Linked DNA regions of Mus musculus: all the other regions are linked to region 2. A link is a contact called in public HiCAR-type and promoter capture Hi-C data. All regions are on one chromosome and are shown on one strand. Each heading gives the region's core, a stretch centred on a gene start, on an enhancer-like site or on the middle of the called end of the contact. The rest is flanking DNA. Distances are from core to core; before and after follow the strand shown. Region 1 holds the start of Hnrnpa3 (heterogeneous nuclear ribonucleoprotein A3). Region 2 holds the start of Sp3 (trans-acting transcription factor 3). Region 3 holds the start of Nfe2l2 (nuclear factor, erythroid derived 2, like 2).

The links. HiCAR-type assays count read pairs that join an accessible place to other places. Capture Hi-C pulls out chosen DNA fragments and counts their contacts.
Region 1: a promoter capture Hi-C map of liver shows a contact between it and region 2, with 2.2 times the contacts expected there. The contact joins the promoter of Hnrnpa3 here to the promoter of Sp3 in region 2. A contact is called at or near these places in 1 of 39 promoter capture datasets (pre-B cells) and 1 of 9 other capture datasets (liver).
Region 3: a HiCAR-type map of astrocytes shows a contact between it and region 2, with 3 times the contacts expected there. The contact joins the promoter of Nfe2l2 here to the promoter of Sp3 in region 2. A contact is called at or near these places in 1 of 39 promoter capture datasets (pre-B cells) and 1 of 115 datasets of contacts at active chromatin or transcription factors (astrocytes).

The regions. Positions count from the first base shown.
Region 1 is chr2:75,657,577-75,660,980 of GRCm38.p6, forward strand. Hnrnpa3 (heterogeneous nuclear ribonucleoprotein A3) reads left to right here and starts at 1,683. Exons shown (of 11, transcript NM_053263.1): 1 at 1,683-1,747. The coding sequence starts at 1,742. Gm39859 (predicted gene, 39859) reads right to left here and starts at 1,361. Exons shown (of 3, transcript NR_166143.1): 1 at 1,214-1,361; 2 at 643-732.
Region 2 is chr2:72,978,022-72,981,713 of GRCm38.p6, forward strand. It overlaps Sp3 (trans-acting transcription factor 3), which reads right to left and starts at 2,425. Exons shown (of 7, transcript NM_001018042.3): 1 at 2,229-2,425; 2 at 1,466-1,611; 3 at 877-1,008. The coding sequence starts at 2,235. Sp3os (trans-acting transcription factor 3, opposite strand) reads left to right here and starts at 1,411. Exons shown (of 3, transcript NR_045269.2): 1 at 1,411-1,574.
Region 3 is chr2:75,703,032-75,706,856 of GRCm38.p6, forward strand. It overlaps Nfe2l2 (nuclear factor, erythroid derived 2, like 2), which reads right to left and starts at 1,632. Exons shown (of 5, transcript NM_010902.4): 1 at 1,333-1,632. The coding sequence starts at 1,377.

The DNA of each region.
Region 1 (3,404 bases), core at 433-2,932, 2.7 Mb after region 2:
GGGATTAAAGGTGTGTGCCACCATCTGAATCCATTTCTCATCTTTCACTGGGAGAGACAGATAAATTGCAAAGGAGTTTGCTATGCAGAATGTTAAAATATGCAATTTGTTGCAGGAAAAGAAGGCTTGTCAATTGTGCTTTTTTTCTTACCCTCAATAACTTTATTTAAATGAGATCTGCAGATTTTTTTTTTCTTTTGAGACAGGGTCTCACTCTATAGCACTGGCTCCCTGAAACTCCACATAGCCAGCTAGAGAGGCATGGGCCTCTGCCTTCAGAGTAGCCTAGAGGTGACACATACCACGACTAGCAAATCTGTAGACTTTTAATTTACAGTTGTTATTGTGAGAAGGCTAGGCTAAGTCCACGACAGGCTTCAAATTAGCAGCTAAGGAGACGAGGTCTAAAAACCCAGGCTTCAGGCAGCTAATTAGAAACTGCCCCACCACCTGGCCTGAAACAAGGACAATGGGTCAGCAGTTCCCAGCCAGCCCCCACGCCCCAGTAATGGAATGTCCTTCGAGATAGCATAAGACACAGCCTACCACCCCCCACCCCAGATTCCTCAGCCAGTTTCCAGGCACCATACCCTAGTATGGTTCTGGAATACCTAGAGACAGAGTAAGACAAAGCCCACCTACCCCAGGATTCCACTAAGGTGCTTTAAATTGGTCCTGCGGGCTCACTTCAGGCTCTATCTTGGTAACGGGAGACCCCAGCATGCTGGACTTCTACAGAATAAAAACAGTGTTTGCGTTTACATACTATTAGAATCCGGGGTATCATTCTTCGTTACAGTGGGTGTTTCGAGACTACCTAATCCTATGTTTGCTTTTATTTGATTAAAAACCCAAATCGTTCCAAATCCCTTTGCTAAGCAAATAAACGATTCGACTTATTTCGTTCATATACTGCACACTAAAACTCGAAACTGATGACCACTTTAAATAAGAAACAAATCTCTAGCCAACAGGTAGAGGGCCTATATGGCCAGAAGCCTTTTGGAAACGTTGGAAATCGTTCCATTCTCTCAATTCTATACCCAAGTGGCTCTGCTTCTTCCTCCCAGACTGTCTTAATTTGTAAATGTGCAAGCTGCTAAGGTGAAAACCGCAGTAACTCAGCCGCGTTTTGCGGTCCGTGAGACGTGCCCCGACTGCGACTTGCAGTGTGGGTCTCCCAGGAAGGCGGCGCAGTCACATTTTTCCAAACCTGGGCTCTCGACATTTAGAAAGCCGCGAGGGAGGCGAAGATGGTCAACTGGCTTTCTTACAACCTTAAGTCTCAAGTCAGAAAAGCGTGACTTTCCATTTGGCTCTGGAATGGAGGTGAACTCGGAAATGGAGACCCGCAGGCGCGCGGGGGAGGGGCGAGAGGGGCCAGAAGAAAGGGAAAGGCCTTTCTCTAAGCTGACGCGCGGTCACGCGGCTTTCTCCCGACGTGGGCTCTCGCCATTGGTCGAGCTGCCGCTGACGTAAGCGTCGCTGCCGGGCGCGAACCGCGGCGAAGGCGGCGCTGCGTTGGAAGTTGGCGAGGCGCGCGCGCTCCCGCCGGCGGCCCAATCCCCGCTCTCCACCCTCGGCCCGCCAACGCGGTGGACCAGTCGCGCTCCGCTTTCTCATGACTCCGCCCCCAGTGGGCGGGCGGCGCGCGGATAGCACATCACGTGGTGACTGGCCCCGCCTCTTCCTCTCGGTCCCATATTGAACTCGAGTTGGAAGAGGCGAGTCCGGTCTCAAAATGGAGGTAAAACCGCCGCCCGGTCGCCCCCAGCCTGACTCCGGCCGTCGCCGCCGCCGCCGGGGGGAGGAGGTATTAGGGGGAGAGCGGGGGGTTGCTGGGTAGTTGCCGGCATGGGGGGGCTTTGGCTCGATGGGAGTGGGGAGGCCGGGGAGACCGGGACGATCGTCCCGCGCTTTGCGCTGAGGGCGGTGGGAGGGGGAGGGGAGCGGGCCGGGTGGCCTCCTCCGGGCCCTCCGTCGGCCTGGTCCTCTCGGTCGGCCGCACCGGCAGCCCTCGAAGACGCGGCGGGGCCGGGGAGTGGCTCGGCAGCCGGGCGAGGATGCCCTCGGGCTGCGCGGCCTGACTTAGCGAGGCCGCGGGCGGCATGGCGGGCCTCCGCGGGAGCGGTTGGGAGGAGGCGGTGGGGGAGGGGAGGAGCACATCCGGGCGAGCGAGCAGGCGGGCGGCGGCCGCATTGACATTGATCCGCCGCCGCCGCGTTACGAAATGGCGCAGTGGCCCGCAATGGCCGCCGCCTGGCTACGCCGCCAAGAAGGAGTGCGCGGGGATTGGAGGGGACGGCGGGAGGCGGCCCGGCGTTTCTGCCGCAGATGGCCTCCAGGCTCCGGGCGCGGTGCTTTCCGCTGGGGTGCTCCCGACGTGGATCTAGGCCTTGGCGGGCCTTCTGGGTGATGACAATCCGCGCAATACTCGGGCCGGATTTTCTCAGCGCTCATTTGGGGATACATTACTGAAAAGCTTGCTGCTTTAAGGTGCTTCCTAACCCGCTGCTTGTGCTCAAGTATTTGGAATGAGAGTATTTACAGCGTCCTGTGGTTGAAGTCTTAACCATTTCGGGGGTTTGAGTGTAGATGTGTTTACTTGGAGCTTAATATTTTTATTGATCTAATTTCTCATACTTCGGATTGGCCCGGATTTTGGTTTTCCTGGATTTTGGTTTTAGAGAACTGCGACCACACTAGAAAATACCACGATTACGAGAATTTTGTGTGTATAGAGATGCTTTTTGTGTATTGTCAAATTCATTTATGCGAGGCTTGAATAAAGGGGTTTTACGTGAATTTGGGTAGTTGGGTTTCTGGTATGTGGCTGTCTGCATATTGAATGTTCTAACTAATATTTCCAGAAGATGGAAGAAAGTGAGCCCCCTTTAAGGGCTTGTGTTGAATTGTCTTAATGCGTTCATTAAAAGCGGTTCACTCGAAAGTAAAATCTTCAAAAAGAAAACCACAGGCTAGATATTTTCTAAGTCTCTCAGTTACGGTTTTGTTTCTAATTCCTCTGGTCAGGCGGTATATGCTATACCTTGTAAATCCAAATTACACGCTTGTGAATGTAAGGATCGCATTCGAAATAACTTGAAACTATATGATGTAAGTGGGTATAACCAAGGTAAATTGATTACAGAAAGCTAAGTAGTGGAACCAGGTGTGAATGGTGCGTGCACACCTGTTACCCTAGTATTTGAAAGGCTAAGGTAGGACTGCCTCAAGTTCAAGGCTAGCTTAGCCTGCCTTTCCTTGAGAGCCAGCCTCAAAACCCTCACCCACCCTTTTAACCCCCACAAGGTATCACGGGGTTAAGTCTTGGCTGTGTTTTGTGGGATATGCCTAATTTGCTTGGGAATGTCTTTTAATAACTGAAATGTTATTAGCTGGAA
Region 2 (3,692 bases), core at 1,175-3,674:
AATGGTCCACACAGATGTAAAATTCACATTGTCTACAGCACCTAATTTTACACTGAGTCTTCACTAAGACTTGCCGCTCCTCTCCACAACCTAGAGGTTCTAAAATTTACAAAAGAATCCCATCAGACTCGTTATAATAAAAATAACATTTAGCCAACCAATTTCAACTCTTAAAAGTATGAAGTGTGCTAACAAGCATGTAAACAAAATGACTTTCATCTACTTTTTAAGATTGATATTCTAGAAAACCTCAAAGGCCAAAGTTATTACTAACTTCAAATTCAAATTTCAATAGCCTCCCAACTATTTCACTTAACCCTACTCAGAACAAAACTAGTGCAAAGTTGGAGTAGTCTGCAAAACGCCAACAATTCTGAATGATCAGGTTAAAAAATAATAATAATAAAAATGTTCGTCCCTGCGTATAAAAGAACACCCTCCTTAAATGATCAAATACCCAAGATCTGGAAACTTGCTCCAGATTCAAAAACTCTAGAAACTAGAGCCATCCTTGCCTCGGTAGGTGATACTATCTGTGACCGATAGGCTGTGCTTGCAAATGTAGTGCAAAGAGCGAGTGAGTTTTCAAGTCCTGATACGAATTACTTAAACATCCATTTTGGAGTCCCGTGCCCACCCCCCACCTCCTCCGTCTCAGACTTCATTTTGTGAGGAATTTTGCGCGCGATGCCGCAGTGACAATCTCCGGAAAGCGCGGGCCGGCCCGGGCTCCCACCGGGGACGCGAGCGAGCAGGGAAGCGCGGCAGAGCCGGACGGCCCGCGCGTGACGGCCGCGCGGCGGCGGGAGGCCTTGGGCTGGCGGGCTGGCGGGCGGGCGCGCCGCAGGCCCGGGATGGCGGGCGGGCGGGACTTACCGCTCCGGCGGCGGCGGCGGGGACCCCGGCGGCGGCGGCAACGGCCGCCTCCTCGTCGTCGTCGCCCGGCGATGGCGGCCCTATCTTGCTGCAGGTAGCGGCCAGCAGAGCGAGCGGTGACGGCTGAGTGTCCTACCCGCGATGGGCGGGTTCAGAGAGGGAGACAGGGAGGGGGGTGGCGGTTAGGGCCGGGCCCGCTCGCACAGGAAGTACGGCTCGCTCCGCGCCTGGCCGCGCCGCCAACCCGGCCCCGCGCTCTCCTCCTCCTCCTCCTCCGGGGTCTGCGGCGCCTCTCCCCGCGCTCGGTGGCCCGCGGCGGACGGCTGCGCGCCGGGCCTCTTCCCTCCGTCCGGATCCCACCCGGGAGGGCGCGCACACTTGCACACTCACACACACACAAACACACACACAAAAAGGCGGCGGGCGGGGGCGCGCGGGCGGGGTCGGAGCGTTGGCGCCTCGGGCGGGCAGCTCCCGGGGCGGGGGAGGGGCGGGCGAGCGCGCGCGGGAGGGAGGGAGGGAAGGAGGGAGGGCGAGGGGAGGAGAAAGCGGCGCGCGGGGAGCCCGGCCGCGCTCAGCCGCTCCTCACCTGGGCCGCCGCCGCCGCCGCGCCGTTTCCGTGCTGCTGCTGTTGCTGCTGCTGCTGCTGTAGATACTCGCCGTGGCCGCCGCCGCCTCCGCCGCCGTCCACGTCCAAGGCAGCCATTTCCTCTTGTTTCACGGGCTTTTCGGGAGCTGCAGGCACAGCGCGGGGGGAGGGGGGAGGAGGAGGGTGGGGTGGGGAGGAAGGCGGGTGCGGGGAGGGAGGGGGCCCGCGAGCCGCGGCCACATTAGTGAGCGCCGGGCGGCCCGGGCCCTGCCCCTCCCCTGCCCTCCCCCCGGCCGCGGCGGCCACGGCGGCGGCGGCGCGCTCCCTCCTCCCCTCCTGCTGCCCCCGCCCGCCGCGGCTGTAACCCTCCTCCTCCTCGTTCCCTCCTCCTCCTCCCCGCGCTGCCCCTGCCCCCTCTCCTCTCCTCTCCTCTCCTCCCCTTTCCCTCCGCGGCGCTCGCTCCTCTCGCACCGTCAGTCACTCGCACACGCCCGCCCGCCGCCGCCGCCCGCGCCCGCACACAGGGGGGATGCGCTCCCGGCGGACCGGGCCGCCCGCCCGGAGCCCGGCGGGCACTCGGCGCTGGGGCTGGAAGGGCTGGACAGCTGGCTGGCGGAGATGGGAGTGCGGCTTTCTGCCTCCGCCGACACTCGGTCGCACGCTCCCGGAGGCCGGGAGCCGGCGGTGGCGGCCCCGGGCTGGCTGTGGGCGGCAGTGGCAGCGGCGGAGGCAGCGAGGGTTGCTCTCTCTCGGCTTTACGTACCGGTCATAGTGTGTTTAGGACAGCTCAGGCGGGGCTCCCCGCCGCCTTACACATGGTGAGAAGCGAAGGCGGCGGCGGCGGGAGAGGATGCGGGAAGCGGCGGCGGACACGGCCGGAGCGGTCCGGGGAATTTTTTTTTTCCTATTTTGATTGACTGTGCGGGAAACACAAAAGGTGGAGCCTCCAGCCCAAAAGGGGGGAAGAGGGCGACAGCCCGCCCGGAAGTTCCGCCCCTCTTCCCGGCTCTCATTTGCCGCTAGGCTCTCCGTCAGCTCTGTTCATTGGTCCGGACGCCTGTCCGTCGCTCGGCCTGGCGGCGGGCTTCCTGTTTGCCCCCGGGTTGAAGGGGAGAGACAATGAGCGGCCGTGGCGCCGTAGGTTCTCCAGAACGGCCCCGGCTCGCGCGTTACCCCGCTGTGCCAGCCTCGTTCCTCGGCTGCGGCTGCCAGACCCGAGGCGCAGGCCTCTTCCACTGGCTGGCCCTGTGTGCAGGCCTCGCCAGGCTGTCGGGGAGCCGAGCTGGGGAGGAAGTCCGTCCCCGGTGGCTCCGGCTCCACTCGACGTCTCCTCCATCCTGGCAGCCGACCGGACTGGATCTCCCCAGGGCCCGGGCGCTCGGAGCTGCGTCTTGCCAGCGCTGCCAGGAGGCCACCGCCGCTCGGCCCCAGGGCTGCTGCTGCTACTGAGCAAACCGGACCCGCCCCACGAGCCCTGGGGGAGGGAGCTGGTATTGGGGGAGACACCCCCTCCGAGGCTGGAGGAGGACGTTTTCACACACATTCAGCTCTTGGTCGCAAGTCGGATCCATCACCTTCTCATCCTCCCGAGCTTAGCCCGTGGTTACCAACCATCTACTTTTGTGGACCCTGGAGGCGGGCACTTAGAGCAAAAAGATATCTCCAGTCCCTTCATAAAGAAAAAAGGTTTTAGTTCTGGCCAGTGATATCAAAGCAGGCTTAGTTATGTTTTTATTCAATGAGATACAGTCACCCTTTAAAATCAGTTTGCTGCACACACAAACTACCTGCTTCTTAACCAAGAAAGTCAGTCAACATTTGTTAAAACAGTACATCTAAAAAGTATCCTTCCTCTTGGGAGCGTTTAGTTACTTTTTTTTTTTTTTTTAAATTTTGTACTTAGTGGTGTATTAACACCCCTTCCTTTGACATCCTCAATGCCTTGCAGTCAGTCATTCAGGAGAAAAAAGTGTTCTGCAAACAACAGACAGAACGTTGTCTATTACCTCTAGATACTTTTGCTTAAGAAAGGTTGAATTTAAGAGTAGGAAACACTATCCACAATACTTTTATTAGAAATCTACCTCAAGCAAGAATAAACATCCCAATTATTGTACTTGTATGTTTTGTATGAGGTTGAAGGCAAAGCATTTAAACTAGCTTTGTATACACGAACTTGAAAATTCATGGGGGGGAGGGGCAGTGCATACATCGGTTTCAGAAGCCT
Region 3 (3,825 bases), core at 382-2,881, 2.7 Mb after region 2:
GACTCTTTTGTGTGTGTGTGTGCGCGCGTGTGTGCCAACATAAGCATTTACTTCTTTAAAACTGCCTGAAGTATAACCAGAAACTGGTTTTCACTTACATAACAATCTTCAAAACTTAGCAAGAAAGTGTTATGAAACGCAAGCGTCCCATTCGCTGTCTTCAAAGTGCGCAACATGCTAAGAAAATTGAGGCAGAATCTCAAACAGCAAAGAAAAATGTATTAAGGACACAAGCGAGGGATAATAAATAAATGTCTAAAAGCAAAACTTCTGCAACAGTATAAAAAGCAACAAATTCTAATCTATTACTCTTACCCTTGACGGCAAGGACCAGAATATCCTGCCTTATACATTTTGGTATTACAACTCTGTAATGCTAAATCCAAAGACAAAGCCGCCCAGGGGAAAATAACAATTGCGCAACTGATCAACAGCTCCAACTTGTCCCTTGGCCCCAGAGCAGCGAGGTTTGCACGCTATAGAGCAGGAAAGGGCCAACCGAGGGCCTCTGTGACTGCCAACTGGCCGATGTAAGCCAGCCAGAAGCCACAGCCTCGCACACTACGTGGGGCCCCGCGGGTCACCATACTCAGAACACACAGCCCAGCATGGGGCCCACTCGGACCTCGGAGCCCGCCGCCCAGGTCTGCACGTCCTTGCGCCCGGCGCGAGGCCATTCCCGGGTTCCCAGGCTGAAGGAGCGTGCGGAGCCCTGCCGGCAGGCCGCCCGTCGGGGCGCCAGAGCACGAGGGCCACCCGGTGACTTTCTCCTCCGCCCCCGGAGGGCTGGGCTTTTCTGGATCAAGACGGACAGGCGTGATCTTACAGACCAGCTCTCGGGCTGAGGCCGTAGACGGCCGAGCTCACCAAGTCGTAGAACGGGGGTTGGGGAGGGCTTCGGGCGGACGCCGAGGAGAGACCTCAGCTCCCCCGAGCGCGGCCCCGTGACTAGGCACATTTTTACCGGCACCGAATCAGGGAAACTACGCTGCCCCGGAAAAGGCCGGGCGGCGCCGGTTTAGACCGCCAGCATCCACCCCCCTCCCGCCTCTGCGCCTCCCACCCAGCGAGGTGGTGGTGTCTCTGCCTGGCCCCACGAAGTCAGAGCTTCCTCCACACCCCAACCTCGCCGCCCCTGGAGACCTCAGGCTCGGACCCCACTCTCGTCGCGGCCCCAACATCCTCCGTTGCCCTCCCAGCTCGGCGGGGCAGTTCCCAGGCCCTGCCGTCGTAGTCCTGGCTCAGACTGTCCCTCCCTCCCGGAGCCACTATCCCCTCGAGCTCCTGCCGGCTTCTTGGCACAGCCCAGGGGCCCGAAGGTTGGGGCAGCACCTGCTGGGACTGTAGTCCTGGCGGTGGCAACTCCAAGTCCATCATGCTGAGGGCGGACGCTGTGGTAGGGCTCCCCGACGGCGAGGCTACTTGCAGCAGAGGTGAGGCGGCGGCAATGGCTAGTCCGAGCAGCGGAGAACTAGGAGATAGCCTGCTCGCTGGAGTGGCAGGCCAGCCTTAGTCCGCCCCGCCCCCGCCCCCTGGGGGCGGAACAAGGACCTAGGGACGGGACAAGAACTTAGAGGCGGAGAAAAGGCTAGGGCAAGAGGCAAGGGCCAGAGGCAGGACAAGGGCATGGAGGCGGGGTAAGGGGCGGGGCAAGAGCTTGGAATCGCGTACAGGGGCAGGGCAAGGACCCGAGGGCCCCCCGCAAAGGCCTAGGGCGGGGCAAGGGGAGGGGGGGACAAGACGGGGGCCAGTGGAAGGAGCAAGAGCCCGAGGGCGGGGCATGGACCTGAGTGCTTCCGGCCGGAGTTCCCGCGTTCCCCTCGACCCCCCACTGTTGATCCTCCTCTCGCTGTCCGGGGCATGGCGGAGTCAGGTGGGCTGAAGTCGCACGGGGGGCGGAGCGCGAGCAGGAGGCCTTCGGCCCCCCCAGTCCTCTGTAGGACAGCACCCCCTTGCTAGAGATTAGCAGCTGTTTGCCGAAGGTCGCTCCAGCCCTGGCTCTTTGAAGCAGTTTAAACAGTTGGTGCAAGCACACCGGGAGCCCCGGCCCGTGCGCTGCTATCGGAGCTGCCACTCCCTGATTTGGACCTGCAGAACCTTGCCCGCTTTATCTCGCTCCACCGGCTGACTGTGGCGCCAGTTTCGGGGTTAGGGCTCTGAGCTGGGACCCGGACTTTGCAAGAGGCCAACTGCCCTCTGGCCCCAGGTCCCATTCAGTTGCTGGTGCTCAAACACCTCTGCCCCAGGGAGATGGATGAGTCCACGCTGCAAACTCGTGCTCGCTTACTCGAAGGCCCTCCACTTCTCCCACGTGCCCTGGGCTCGGGGCCCAAGCGGTCACTCAGTATCACTTCATCCACCCAGAGCCCAGCAAGCGGGCACAGCTCTAACAGAATCACCGAAGTGGATTCTAAGACTCTCAGGGTTCCTTTACACGTACTTACTCTATTTGGGAATTTTGAGGTATGATCTCATAAGGCCCCACCTCTCAAGCTGTTTTTAGAGCAGCGTTTCTCAACCGTCGTAATGCAGCGACCCTTTAATATAGTTCGTGTTGTGGTGACCTCCAACTAGAAAAGTATTTTTGCTGCTACTTCATAACTAATTTTGTTGCTATAAATTGTAATGTAAGTATCGGATGTGCAAAATATCTGAGATGCTTGGGGTGGCTCTCCACAGGCTGAGAACTGTACCATAGACTCTGCCACTTGGGTTTGGTGGTGGTGGTGGTGGTAGTGACTGTTTTCACAACGTTCATTCCCAAACATACTTCTTTAACTGCCCCCGAAAAAAAATCCAATTTCTAAAATAGTTATATGGGCTTAGAAAAAAAATCGAGGGATGTTTTAATGTGTTAATAGTTGAAAACCCAGAGTATTTTTATCTTTCTCTTTGTTGTTTTAAGTATGTTTGAACACAAATATCTTCTTTTGAATTTTTTTTTTTTTTTTTGGTTTTTTAAGACAGGGTTTTTCTGTGTAGCCCTGGCTGTCCTGACACTCACTCTGTAGACCAGGCTGGCCTAGAACTCAGAAATCTGCCTGCCTCTGCCTCCCAAGTGCTGGGGCTAAAGGTTTGCGCCACCACTGCCTGGCTTGAAATGTATTTTAAAAACCACTACCCTATTATGGGCCTGGGGTCAGTTAGAGATTCAACAATCTGACAAAGAAAGGTCTCTTACTCAGATCCTAGCGCTAGGTCTCCAGCTGAGACTCAGGACTTCTGAATGCAATGCTCAGCCATTTGTTCTCTCACAAACAGAATGCAAACAGAATCTCCTTCTCCAGCAAAACAGAAACAGCAGTAAAAAAAATTTAACCCTTAACGGCCCTTAACATTTGGAGGTCTAATTTTGCTTTATAGTTCTCTGGAGCACCGAAAATTTAAACTTTTAAACATAAAGTTAGCCAACAACATAATATTTCATAGTATTAATGCTGCAGGGGCCAACCTCTGTCGGCAGGAGAGCTAAGGGCCTTGTGACAACTGAAAGCAGAGTTACTAGCCAGGAAGAACCTGAGAAAGGAAATGGGAGGCTTTTACTTCCTCCTTGTAGGGCCTTTTCCCTCTCTCTGTGATGCCAAACCAAACTGAATAGTTTGCTTAGTAGTTTGCGTAGAAGCAGCACGTTTCCCCAAGGTCATACAGTAATCTCTGTGTTGTGCATAAAGCAGATCAAGTGCCCTACCATGCTGTTGGAGTACCTCGGTTAATGAATCGACCTGTTCTTCTAATTTTACAGTAGACTTTTCTAATGCAAATAAATCCTGGGTTATCTGACATCTTACATTTTTGTAAATGACACCAAGCCATTGTTGTAGCTGT